Linked DNA regions of Sus scrofa: region 2 is linked to region 1. A link is a contact called in public HiChIP or PLAC-seq data. All regions are on one chromosome and are shown on one strand. The core of a region is the stretch at or near the end of the contact, and the rest is flanking DNA. Distances in the headings are between cores, read along the strand shown. Region 1 holds the start of SFXN4 (sideroflexin-4). Region 2 holds the start of MCMBP (minichromosome maintenance complex binding protein).

What was found. HiChIP or PLAC-seq counts read pairs in DNA pulled down with a chosen protein or histone mark.
Region 2: an H3K27ac HiChIP or PLAC-seq map of skeletal muscle shows a contact between it and region 1, with 4 times the contacts expected there. The contact joins the promoter of MCMBP here to the promoter of SFXN4 in region 1. A contact is called at or near these places in 2 of 2 datasets of contacts at active chromatin or transcription factors (alveolar macrophages and skeletal muscle).

What each region holds. Positions count from the first base shown.
Region 1 is chr14:129,071,278-129,078,262 of Sscrofa11.1, reverse strand. It overlaps SFXN4 (sideroflexin-4), which reads left to right and starts at 2,465. Exons shown (of 14, transcript XM_013983797.2): 1 at 2,465-2,964; 2 at 4,010-4,075; 3 at 6,529-6,603. The coding sequence starts at 2,926.
Region 2 is chr14:129,738,365-129,745,349 of Sscrofa11.1, reverse strand. It overlaps MCMBP (minichromosome maintenance complex binding protein), which reads left to right and starts at 3,145. Exons shown (of 16, transcript NM_001243591.1): 1 at 3,145-3,413. The coding sequence starts at 3,356.

The DNA of each region.
Region 1 (6,985 bases), core at 1,216-3,715:
GTTTTTTAGGGCCAAACTTGTGGCATATGGAAGTTCCCAACCTATCTGTCAAAACAGTTGTGGGCACCAACCTACACCACAGCCGCAGCAACATGGGATCGGAGCCACATCTGTGGCCTATGCCACAGCTCACAGCAAAGCCAGACTCCCAACCCACTGAGCGATGCCAGGGATCGAACCCACGTCCTCATGGATCCTAGTTGCGTTCCTTACCACTGAGCCATGACAGGAACTCCCCGAGATGGGAGGATTTTGAGAAGAGTTACATTAACTTGTCTAAAAGGATCACTGGCTCCTTTGTTTAGACTGTTGAGAACCCAGAGAGGGAAGCAGAGATTCAGCTGAGTTGGATTTATGACATACTTGTAGGTAGAGCCAGCAGAACAATACAGGTGTGCTAAATACTGTGTACAATAGATACATTCCTGGGTTACAGTTCACTGGGGAACAGTGAGGAGCATGCACCTTACCCACCTCTGGGCATCAAGGAAGTCTTCCTGGAAAAGGAGATGAAGTCTTTTATAAGTGAGCCAACTGGGAGTTCCCATTGTGGCTCAGTGGTTAATGAATTCCACTAGGAACCATGGGGTTGCGAGTTTGATCCCTGACCTCTCTCAGTGGGTTAAGGATCTGGCATTGCCATGAGCTGTGATGTAGGTCGCAAACGCAGCTCGGATCTGGCGTTGCTGTGGCTCTGGCATAGGCTGGTGGCTACAGCTCCGATTAGCCTGGGAACCTCCATATTCCGTGGATGTGGCCCTGAAAAGACAAAAACAACAACAAACTATAAAGTGAGCCAATTGAAGTGACCAAAAGTGGAGCTAAAACCCCAAGTGGGCCTGAAGCAAACCATGAGCGGGTTTCATGTTCCTGGCGGGGGAAGCAAGGCAAAGGAGAGGACAGGCCTGCTGGGTGTTAGTGGTCCGGGCTCAGCACTAACAATGGACCCAGTTCTGTGTTAGGGCTTTACGTGTTCTGTCGCATCTGATGCTCAACAAAAACAAAATTGGTGCAATTATCCTCATTTTCCAGATGAGAAAGACTGGAGGTACTGATTTGATCAGAGTCACACGACCAAGTAATGGATGGGCCTGGCTCCCTGACTCAGGACGCCGGAGGACCCCTAAACAACCCCCACCCACCCGGTGCTAAGGAAGAAGGCGAAGGTATATTTTTCTCTCCAAATGGGCCCTGCTTGATCTGGTATCCAATAGATGGAGCTAGATTTGCTCCAGCACTGAGGAAAAACCCTCGGGCAGAGAGCTAATGCACTGAAAGCAGGGCTAGCTTCACCGGCTGGTGGCAGGGGCCCACACTTAACTTAAAAGGGCCCAGGGGGTTTTGTTTAATGCTTTGACATCAGCTTTTGAAAATTCCTTTTTTTTTTTTTTTTCTTTGTATGGCCACACCTTTGGCATATGGAAGTTCCCAGGCTAGGGGTCAAATTGGACCTGCAGCTGCTGGCTTACGCCACAGCCACAGCAACATCAGATCCAAGCTGCATCTGCGGCCTACGCCACAGCTCATGACAACACCAGATCCTTAGCCCACTGAGCAAGGCCAGGGATCGAACCCATGTCCTCATGGATCCTAGTCCAGTTTGTTAACCACTGAGCCACAAAGGGAACTCCTTGAAAATTCTTAACCTTTTAAACTTTTTTTGTTCTTTTTTTATTTTTAGGGCCGCACCCACAGTATATGGAGGTTCCCAGGCTAGTGGTGGAATCAAAGCTGTAGCCACTGGCCTATGCTACTGCCACACCAGATCTGAGCTTTGTCTGTGACCTATACCACAGCTCTTTGCAATGCCAGATCCTTAACCCACTGAGCAGGGCCAGGAATCAAACACTCATTCTCATAGATACTAGTCCTTACCACTGAGCCACAAGGGGGAACTCCTCAATCTTTTCAAATTTTTATTTTTTTATTTTTTGCTCGCCACCCCACCCCCTCACGCCAGTGTACCTGGGCCAAGGAGCCAACTCTCGCCACCGCAGTGGCAATGTGGTAACCTTAACCCGCTGAGCCACTGGGAAACTCCTGCAGGTTTTTTTTTTTTTTTTTTTCCTTCTTTTTTAGGGCCAAATTCGCACATTTGGAGCTTCCCAGGCTAGGCGTGGAATCATAGCTACAACTGCTGGCCTACACCACAGCCATAGCAACACAGGATCAGAGCCCTGCCTGGGACCTACACCACAGCTCACGGCAACGCAGGAACCTTTACCCACTGAACGAGGCAAGGGATCGAACCTGCAACCTCATGGTTACCAATCGGATTTGTTTCCACTGAGCCATTAAGTGAACTCCTTTCTTTTCTTTTCTTTTTTTTTTTTTAATTAAGGGCTCCACATTTTCATTTTTCATTGGGCCACTCAAATTATGTGGCAGTCCTGACTGTCCATTCTGTGAAGTGAAGGGATTTTCGAGGGTACTATCTAAAAGCCTGGGCTGGGTGTTTAGACGCTGCAGGAGCCAGGGCGGTGGAGGGCGCCACGTGCGACCGGATCTGGTCTTCTCAGTAGGTACAGTGACAGGAGGGCTCTGATAGGTGACCCCCCCACCCCCCCGCCCCCAGGCCTGGAAGCGACCAGGCTACCCGGAAGAGCAGAGAAAGGTTGGGAGAACTTGGCGGGTGGGAGGGATGGGCTTGCCACGCTCGGGGCGCTGGAGCGTGGAGTCACCGAGCAGCAGGCAGTCGGGCCGGGAGTGGGAGGAGCGGGCGCGCGGGCCCAGGGAGCCGGGCCGGGAACGCGCGCGCCCGGGGCGGGGCTCGCCGCCCGGCTCCTCCTCCGCGCCCAGCCCGGCGACCGCGGCCTTTCCTGGCAGCGCTTAAGTCCCGGGAAGAGGAGCCCGAGGAGGAGGAGGAGGAGGAGGAGGAGGAGGAAGCACGGGGCCCAGGCGGCCGAGTGCAGCGGCGCCGCCCGCATGGAGCCCAACGTGCGCTTCTGGATCACTGAACGTCAAGTACGGCCTGGGCCCGGCACGGCTGGGGATGGGGAGGGCGAGGGCCTCTCGGCGTGGAGTCGCCGCTGGCCGCTGTGACCTTGAGAAGGCCACGTCGTCGCACCACCCGCCTTCCCATCACACCCCCTGGGACGGGAAGAAGGGAGACCCAAGCTTGCCGGATGCCGAGGGCCACGGCTGTAACCGTGCGTCGCCTCTACCCGAGGCCTGGCTGGGGAAGGTCGCACAGTGTCACCCTGCAGATCCCACGAACTGAGGAGTCAGTCTCCACCACTCAGGGGCCTGCCCTCTGCTGCCTAAGCTGTTGGAGAGGAACAGGTCCTCCCGGGAACCCCCAGCTGCCCAGTTGTGAGACCAGCCGCCGTCGTGGAAAAGTAACCCGGGCCCCGCCTCCAGGCAGTGGCTAGGGCGGCGCTGTCTAATTGAAGTAGGATGGGAGCTACAGAGATCATTAAAATCTTTCTAGTAAATGTAAATCTAGTAAATTAAAAATGTGGCTTTTAAAATTTAAATTTTAATAATATATTGCATTAGCCCAATAGACGGAAAATATTAGCATTTCATCATGTAATCGATATAAAAATTGTGAATGAGATCTTTTACATCCTTTTCTCTAGAAAGTCTTTGAAATCCTGTGTATGTTTTACACATACAGCACACCTTTTTGTTTTTTCTTTTTTATACTGTGTGGGAGTTCCCTTCGTGGCTCAGCAGTTGACAAAACCCGACTAGGATCCATCAGGGTGTGGGTTCGATCCCTGGCCTGGATCAGTGGGTTAAGGATCTGGTGTTACCGTGAGCTGTGGTGTAGGCTGCAGACGCGGCTGGGATCCCAAGTTGCTGTGGCTGTGGTGTAGGCCGGCAGCTGTAGCTCCGAATCGACCCCTAGCCTGGGAACTTGCATATGCAGAGGGTACGACCCTTTAAAAAAAAAAAAAAGCAGAAAGCCGTTAGGTTCCCCAAAATAATGTTAACTGTTTTTATTGTCGTAAATCTTTGTTTTCCTGCTGCCATTAACTGATCTCTTGCTCCTGCCCCTCTTAAGTCTTTTATTCAGAGATTTCTTCAGTGGACAGAATTATTGGATCCTACAAATTTGGTCATTTCAATTGTAAGTATTATTTTCGGAGAGAGTGATTTTTCCACATTTTATTCTGAAGCGTGAAGACTGTGTTTCCCTTTTGAAAGCAGTTGAGATAACAGAGTCCATATATTTTATTATGTTTTTATTCCTTCTGAATGAGCTTGTCAGATTGGAAGGGTGGTACATAAAAACGGACACTCATTTAATAGGTAGTACCAAGCCTTGGGCCAGATGCTGGTGGTTTTCAAAGAGGATCAAAATAAACCTCCCTAGTAATGAGGACAGACCAAAGCTAGTCACAGACCTTGACCTTGGGCTCTAAGGGCAGCTGTAGCAAGGAATTAGGGGAGGTTGTTGAGGGAAGCCTGGCAGGGAAGGGACAAGCAGGAAGTGTCAGAGAGAACGGGCTATAAGCAAAGCTGGGGAGAATGGGGGGGACAGCAGGTCACTGGGATTTTAACACAGAGGAACCAGACAGTTTTTTTTTTTTTTTTTTTTTTTTCCTTTTTAGGGCCGTACATGGAAGTTCCTAGGCCAGGGGTCGAATCGGAGCTGCAACTACCAGCCCACGACACAGCCACACTGGATCCGAGCCGCGTCTATGACCTACACCACGGCTCACTGCAACACGGGATCCTTAACCCACTGAACAAGGCCAGGGATCGAACCCATGTCCTCATAGGTACTAGTTGGCTTTGTTAACTGCTGAGCCACAATGGGAACTCCGGGACCAGATGATTCTCAAAGGTCCTTGTGTATCATTCAGATGAGAGGGGTTCGTACCTAGCCATGTGATTAGGAACCAGAGGTGGTTAGACTGTGAGCAGTTCAGGGGATGGCTTAGCTGTCAAGCGAAAGATGAGGGCTTGAGTCATGTGTGGCTGAGGGATGAAGAGAAGAGACCCTGTCACCAGCAATGATCTAAAGGATGCCCCCATCCTTGGGTTCAAGATGCCCCATCCATGGGCTCATATACTCTTGTCTATAATAGAGAAGAACAACCAAGCTGAACGCCCATCCATAGAGAAATGGGGAAATATAAGGTGGTTTATCCATGCAGTGGAGCACTGATTAGCTGTTGGAAGTGATGATCTGGTGATCAGCCTATGATATTATCTGGAAACCTACATCATATGTGATATTAAATGGAAAAACATGATGTCTGTGATGTTTAGTAAAGAAAGCAAGATGAGGAGTTCCCGTTGTGGCCCAGTAGAAACCAATCTGACTCGGAACCATGAGGTTGCCGGTTCGATCCCTGGCCTCGTTCAGTGAGTTAAGGGTCTGGTGTTGCCGTGAGCTGTGGTGTAGGTTGCGGACATGGCTCGGATCCTGCATTGCTGTGGTTGTGGTGTGGGCCAGCAGCTGTAGCTCTAATTACACCCCTAGCCTGGGAACCTCCATATGCCCTCACAGATGTGGCCCTAAAAAGCCAAAAAAAAAAAAAAAAAATTAAAAAAGCAAGATGAGTATAGTACAACATTTATGCAAATTACAACATAAAAAAAAACTAGGAGTTCCTGCTGTGACTCTGTGGGTTAAGAATCTGACTGTAGTGGCTCAGGTCACTATGGAGGTGTGGGTTCGATCCCTGGTCTGGTGCAGTGGCTTAAAGGATTTGGCGTTGCCGAAGCTGCTGCCCAGATTGAATCCCTGGCCCGGGAACATCCATGCGCCGAGGGTGCAGCCGTTAAAGTACAAAAACCCCAAAACACTACATATATGTTTATGGGTATAGGTGTTCATACATGTATAGATATAAACAGTGGACTGAAAGCTTATACCTTGAATACATAATAGTGGTTACCTCTGATAGAATGGGGAGGAAGTTGAGATTGGAGATGATGGGTCTTTTTGGGGAAAAAAATTAGAAGCAAATATAATCAAATGTTCACAGTTATTTTTGGGTGAGGGGATTATGAGTATTTGTATTTTCTGTATTTAATTTTTTTTTCTCAAATTAAGTAAAAAAGAGAGAAAATAAGGCTGCTCTGATTAGATGTGGATATAAGAGAGAGAGAGAAGGGACTTCCAGCTTTCTGACTTGTGTAGTGAGAGTGGTGGTGGAATATTCCCCTGGTCAGTGGACATGGAAGAAGAATGGGTAGGGGAGATGGCAGCACCAGTGGGAAGCGAAGAATCTGGATGGTCTGAATCCAAGTGACACACAGCACTATCTAATGGAAACTCAGGAGGTAGAGAGCCTTGGCTACATGTTGCATTAAAATCAGGTGTGAGAGGAGTTCCCTTGTGGCAGAGTGGGTTAAGGACCTGGCATTGTCACCACAGCTTGGGTAGCTGCTATGGCATGTGTTCTACCCCTGGCCCAGAAACTTCCACATGCTGCAGTTGCAGCAAAAAAAAAAAAAAAAGAAAAAGAAAAAAAAAATCAGATGTAAGTAAGCATGTGCTTCCTAAATCTGTGGACAAACCTGAACAATGTTGAGATCATTGCTTGATTTCTTTATATCTAATTATAGGAAAAAATAGAAAAATCTCGGCAACTTCTGTTAACAAATGAAGACGCATCCAGAGGTGACTTGGAGGACAAAAGGGTATGTCTCTTGTTTCCGGGTGTCTCTGGCTCAAGGCTGGGTGTGGTTGTCTTCAGGTGATTCTACTTGCATGGTCTGCAGTCTGGTGGGAGTTTGTCGTTGTAAACACTACCCAGTTGAGTTAGCCTTTTGTGTTTTATTTACTTGTTTTAGGACCACTTCTGCGGCACATGGAAGTTCTCAGGCTAGGATTTGAATCGGAGCTACAGCTGCTGGCCTACGCCACAGCCACAGTAATGCCAGATCCAAGCCACTTCTGTGACCTACACCACAGCTCACAGCAACATGGGATCCTTAACCTACTGAGTGAGGCCAGAGATCGAACCCGCATTGTCATGGGCACTAGTCAGATTAATTTCCGCTGAGCCACAATGGGAAGTCT
Region 2 (6,985 bases), core at 1,896-4,395, 670 kb before region 1:
TGCTTTTTAGGGCTGCACCCATGGCATATGAAAGTTCCCAGCTAAGGGTGGAATTGGAGCTGTAGCTGCATGCCTATGCCATAGCCACAGCAATGCCAGATCGAAGCCATATCTGTGATCTACACCACAGCCCACGGCAACACCGGATCCCTAACCATCTGAGTGAGGCCAGGGATGGAACCCACATCCTCATGGATATTAGTTGGATATCTTCCCACTTTGCCACAACGGGAACACCCTGCTATACAAATTTCTGTTTTTCTAGCCTTAAGGCGTGGAACACTCTCCCCTCACACCTTTCACCTAGCTAGCTCCTATTTATCTTTCAAGTCCCAGCCTAAATGTCACATTTTCAGGAAATCTCTGAAGGACCCTTCCTTCCCCCCTTTCCCACAACCTTCCCTCACTAGAGCAGATGGTGCTGTTCATTCCTTTTATAGAACTTCACTGTTTCTTGCCTGGCATCCATCATGGTTGTAAACGAATAATTATTTAGTAATAAGCTTCTCACTGAACTGTACATTCCACGAGGGCAGGGATGGTACCTCCCTTTTCATCCCAGTATTTCCAATAACTTCAGTAATAACTTACAGACAGGATTACTTCATGCCCTCCTTAAAAATATGGACTTGAGGAGTTCCCCAGTGGCTCACTGGGTTAAGGATCCAGTGCTGTCACTGCTGTGGTTGCATCCTTGGCCCAGAACTTCTGCATGCCGCAGCCATGGCAAAAAAAAAAAAAATACTTGGGGTGGGGACAGAAATGTGATTATCAGTGATGGGAAAAAAAGTCTTGCCATGGTGATATATTCTCATGGACCTACTCGTGGCCTTTAAAATTTTTTTTTTTTTTCTTTTTAGGGCCACACCTGCAGCATATGGAGTTCCTTGGCAAGGGATCAAATCAGAGCTGCAGCTGTCAGTCAGCCTACACCACAGCCACAGCAATGCCAGATCCTTATCCTGGTGAGTGAGGCCAGGGATCAAACCTGCATCCTCATGGATACTAGTCAGGTTTGTTTCCACTGTGCCACAACGGGAACTCCGGGCCTTTAAAATTTTGATCATAACTGCTTATGTAGTACCAAAACATCTTGTCATGGGAAAATTAGAGGGTAAAATTATTCACATTATAAGGTAATTGCGCTTTGGCAGGATCACAGTTGTCTAAGTAAAATCTGAGCAATTGTTGTTTATAAATTACTAAATACAGAAGGAGACACCAAAAGCTGAAGTGTTCCTAGCCACTGCTGAATTGGTATTCAGCTGCCATTTCATATAAAGTCAGTCTGAAATGGTTATAATTAAAAGCATGACATGCATTTAATTTGCATATTTCTGGCCAGGAAGCTAAACTAGGGGGTTTTTCCATTTAACACCAAGGTCCTGGCAATTGTCTCTGCTAAAGGAATGAATGAGTGAAATGGTGGTAATGCCAGATTTTAAACCATTTTCTCAGCTCACACAAACTCACAAGAGCCAGATGTATATAATACAGTAAGCCTATTACCATCATCCCTTGGTGTCCGTTGGGGTGAGTTGGTTCCAGGACCCCACGGGTATCTGCAGATGCTCAAGTCCATTATATAAAACGAATGTTCTGGGAGTTCCCGCTGTGGTGCAGTGGGTAGCAGCTCAGGTGGCTGTGGAGGCATGGGTTTGATCCCCAGCCCAGCACAGTCGTTTAAAGAACTAAAGTATCCAGGGATGCTGCAATGTAGGTTGCAGCTGTGGCTCAGATGCAATTCCTGGTCTGGGCGCTTCCATATGCCCCAGGTGCAGCCAGACAATTGGAAAAAAAAAAGAAAGAAAGAAAAAAAAGTTCTCTTTATGGCTTGGTGGGTTAAGGACCAAACATTGTCTCTGTGAGGATGTGGGTTTGCTCCAAGCCCTCACTCAGCGGTTAAGGATGGATGGGACATTGCTGCAAGCTACAGCGTGGGTCAAACAAGTAGCTCGGATCCGGTGCTGCTGCGGCATAGGCAGCAGCTGCAGCTCGGACTCAACCCCTAGACTGGGAACTTTCATAAAGGTGCAGCTGTTTAAAAAAAAAGTACTCTGCCCCCTGTATTTGCAAATTCCGCATCCTCAATTCAACCAACCTTGACCTCCCCAACCCCCACCCCACCAATGGGGAGAATAAATAGTTGAAGATGACAAATAAAAACACCCCCTTTGGCCCCTAAGAGGTCTTGAGATCTGAGCTCAGTTCTCCAGCTGCCCGCTTTCTGGGCTCCATTCAGATCCTTCCTCTCTTAACACGACCTGTTTTCAGCTGATGAGCAGGGTTTTCTCAGACCTATTCCAGGCCTAGGGGAAACTATTTCACTACAGAACTTGGGTATTTCCAAATTTCCTCATTCGAAGGTTACTGTTGACTTATCTTGTGTGTGCTACCACTGTCTGAGGGTATCCTGACACATTCTGCAGGAACCTCCCCAAAGCGCACTTTCCAGCTTCTAGGCAGGGTATATTTTCACAGTTATGAACTTGCCTCTCACTTAGGACCTAGTCCCTCTACAAGGCCTGAGATGGCAGCAAAGGGAGCTTGCAGACTTTCAAATTCCCCTATCTAAACACACACCTGCCTGGGGGGCTGAGACTTCATCTGAGGGCAAGTCACTGCATAGGGTTTTGGGCAGGGAACGAAAGAGAGTTGCCATCAGAAAAAAAAAAAAAAAAGAAAGGCAATTAGAGGAAGGTGGGCAGACACGAAAGGCTGCTTTATCCTCTAATTTTGCCCAGAGATAACTTTGAAGTCTCTTTGGGTTTGTGCTTTTGGACTGCTACAGCCTCCAAACCGTGCAAGGCCTCGCATCATGAAAAACGAACCGGACTTCGGGAGTCTCCCCCTTCGAGCTGGCAGCGAGAGACACCCAGCACCACTCGCCTTCAGCCCCCGACGCCAGGGTCGGAGCTCCGGAGGCCGCGCCTGCCCTTCCTTTCGCCCGTCTCCAAGATGGCGACCGCTCCGCCGCCGCGGCCCCGCCCCGGGCCGGCCGGCCCCCCGCCCAGTAGGCCGGCCCCGCCTTCCCGCCCGGGGCCGCGCAGCGCGCTCCCGCCGCCCCTCCCCGCGCGAGCTCCACCCAGGTCGCAGGCAGCGCGGTCGGCGGCGCCTATTTCCCGCCATTGTGCGAAGTGGAGGCTGGGGGCTCCGCACGCGGCGCCTGCCAGTAGCCGGCAGCTCCTCGGCTGCTGCTGCCACAGCCGCTGTTCTCTGAGGCGCCGGGAGGCCGAGCGGCCGGTGCCGCGAGGCTCACCCTGCGTGGGAGGGCGCGGGCGAGGAGCGGCCGAGCCCCCGAGGAGGAGCCGCGGCGCGGGACGCCGGGCCGCGCCGGCTCCGGCCCGTCGGCGAGATGCCCTGTGGGGAGGATTGGCTCAGCCACCCGCTGGGGATCGTGCAGGGCTTCTTCGGTGAGTGGCGGCCCCGGGGGCGGGCCGGGCGGGCCGCCGAGTTGACCGAGCCCCGGGCCCGGCCCCGCTGCGCGGCCCCACGCGGGGCCACCTCGAGGGCTCGCGCGGCCGAGACGGTCAGCCGGGCCTGCGCCGGTCCGCCTTAGACACCCCGGACCGCGGGCCGCGGCTTCCCGGGCCGGGCCGCAGGTGCCTCCCACCTGCCCGATTCGCGGTTCGCGAGCGGCCAAGGTTACGCGGCGAGGAGCTGGCGGCCGGCCGTGATTGACGGCCCGGCTTCCCTTGGTGGCACTGCTGGGGCCCTAGCCCGGCGGCAAAACTCGGACGGGTCCTTGAACCTTGGGGAGGGCTCGCAGAGATGGGGTGAAGGAAAAGCACTTTGCCTATGGGAAGCCTGCGGGGTATTTCAAAACTTCCGGTGTGTCGGGGGAGTGCTCGCTCGCTCGCTCGCAGCAGAAGTTGGCTCCAACTCCTGTATTACACACATCCTCGCGTTTCGAGATAAGATTTAGTGTAATAGCTTCATTTTTCTTTTGGGATGCCTTTAAAACCGCTTGGTCTCCATCTCCTCCTTGTGCCAGAGCTAGTAAGAAATGTTGAACTCCTTAAATGCGTTCCTACATAGAAAGAGCTCAGAATGTTGCAGACAGGCTTAGTAAATTTTAGTTGGAATTATCGTCAATGCCACTCTTCTGCTAGGGTCCACTAAGGAAAATTTAGGTTTGTTTGCCGTTACCTGGGCATTTTGGCCCTACTTTCCATGTCTTTTGCACTTAGGAGGGGTGGAGGCAAACCCAGCCAGCAATCACTGTTAGATCAGAACACCTGACTTGTCAGGAGGTAACAAAGTTGTAGGTAGAGTGGCCTTCATCACTTAAGGCATCGTGGGATATTAATGAGAATGCCTATTAAGAAGCTAAATTGTTTCCAGCAGCCGAAACTGAAGGCAGAAAATGTATGTATTCCTTGTGGGAAAGACTCACTCAGCAATTCTTTATTCATTTTCCTTATAGCTTGAACTAGTATAGCTATCTGGTTTCCTAGGCAGAAGCTAGAGGCAGCAAATTAGAAGGCCTGGGTTGGCATCTGGATTGTAGCTAATGAGGAGTGACAATCTGATAAAGAAGAAATTAAATCTGTATGTAGCTTAAATTAAAAAACAACAACAGTGTATATCCATCAAGGGTGCTTTTGAGGAAGGGGCATTTATCTCTACTATATACTGGTAATTGTTGTTTATAATGAGTATGGGAACTTATCATTGATTTCCAAAATAATGGCCCAGAATGTGGAGTAAAGATTAAATTGCAGGGAGTATCCATTGTGGTGAAGTGGAAACGAATCCAACTAGTATCCATGAGGATGTGGGTTTGATCCCTGGCCTTGCTCAGTGGGTCCAGGATTCAGTGAGAGCTGTGGTATAGGTCACCGACACAGCTCAGATCTGGCATGGCTGTGATGTAGGCATGGAGCTGCAGCTCCTATTCAACCCCTAGCCTGGGAACTTCCATATGCTGCAGGTGTGGCCCTAAAAAAGCCAAAAAAAAAAAAAAAAAAAAAAAATTGCGCAATTGGCTTAAGAGGATGCAGACTCATGGGTACTTATTCGGAAATGTCTTTCAAAAGTAAGTTTTTGTGGAGTTCCCATTGTGGCTCAGCCTTAACGAACCCTACTAGTATCCATGAGGTCTCCAGTTCCATCCCTGACCCTGCTCAGTGGGTTAAGGATCCAGTGTTGCCGTGAGCTCTGGTGTAGGCTGGCAGCTGCAGTTCTCATTTGACCGCTAGCCTGGGAACTTACATATGCTGTGGGGGTGTGGCCCTAAAAAGATGGAAAAAAAAATTTGTGAGAAATACCTCTACCCTAGTCTTGCTGGATAAATTAGATTATTTTATATTTGGTATAGATTCAAATGTATTTGTGTCAGATTTTATCCCCTATGTGTGTGATCCTAAGGGGGCATGTCACATTATAGTACAAAAAGGGTGTACTTTGGATATAAAATACTGGATTTACAGCATTTGTAAAGTTGGTGGGCTATTGTGGGAACCTGCACCTTGTTTTATGTGTTTGCTCTGGAATGTCTTATTCTCATACAGATTGTGTCTTACAGAGAAGAAACTAATACTGTCTTACAGTTGGGATGTTTCTCTGGAAGCTCTTCTGGCGTGTAGTATATATTTTTGCTCTATTTTCCCTACACTGTGCATATATTGAATATCTATAATAATAACAGCATTGCAGGTATGTTTGTGTGGGAAGTTAGGTGTTAAGCTTGTGGACTCTTTGATTTAGTAGGAAGTTGTTTTAAATCCGTTTTCCCCCAGATAGAAAAGGAAAGCTCATCTGTTGTGGTTTGTGAGACCTTTTTGGCCCCCCCTGCCCAGCTCTCGGACGTCATTACTGTATCCCCCCTCATATTGAACCTTTTTTCAGTTCTTCAATTTTGATCCTTGCCTCTGCGCCTTCTGTACAGGCTGTTTCCTTTGCCTGGTCCTCCCTTCCTATCCCACTTCTACTTTCCTGGCTAAGTCTTACTCATCCTTTGGGAACCTGAGTTAGGTACCTCCTGCTCCAAGTAAAATTATAGGATCCAGTGTGGCCTGGAAATTAGCTTGTAAAGCATGTTGTTGAAATGACTTGTTTCATGAGTTCCTTGGCTATATTTTAACCTTGGGAATTCAGGGACCATATCTGCTTTTAGTCAACTAGTATTTACCTGTACAGCGAAAGTACTCTGTGAAAATTTGTTCATCAGAGGGAGTGGAAAGACTGATTAATCAGAAGTGATGTAAATTGGGGTGGTTACTATGACCACAGATCTTAAACTAAGAACAGTCCTGGTGGACTTTGTATTGGTTCAGAGAATGTGATCATACCAGGTATGAGTTACTTTCACATGCAAATGCTAATTCTTCTTGGTTCAGATAAGAAACTGAAATTCTGTCAGTGGCCAGTCTAACAGTATGAATCATAATTCATCTTTGTGATCCATTCTGTATTTTGAATTAGTGTCTGCCATACTCCAATTGTTCATATGTAAATTTTTTCCTATAAGCCTTCATAAAATGCCTTTAATGTTTCCGTTCCAGTTTCTAAAAGATTTTTTGTACAGAACATTGAGATCCAAAGGCTTAAGATTTAGTAATACTTTATTGAACTCTATTATATGTATAGCACTGATGGCCTTGTCCCCACAATGGTTGTTCATGTAGTATCAAATTGCATCCCTTAAACAAAAGCAGGCATTTTAAATGAGAAAAAAAAAATTGTTTCGTATACTTTTAATTGTTTTTTATTTTATTTCTTTTTCTTTTTAGGGATGCACCTTGGCATGTGGAAGTTCCTGGGCTCGGGATTGAATCATAGCTGCAGCTGCCAGCCTATGCCACAGCCACTATATCAGGTTCTTAACTCACTGAGCCACAACGGGAACTCCTCATTTTTTATTTTTATTTTATTTTATTATTTATTTATTTTTTTTTTTTTTGTGCTATTTCTTGGGCCGCTCCCGCGGCATATGGAGGTTCCCAGGCTAGGGGTCTAATCGGAGCTGTAGCTGCCAGCCTAC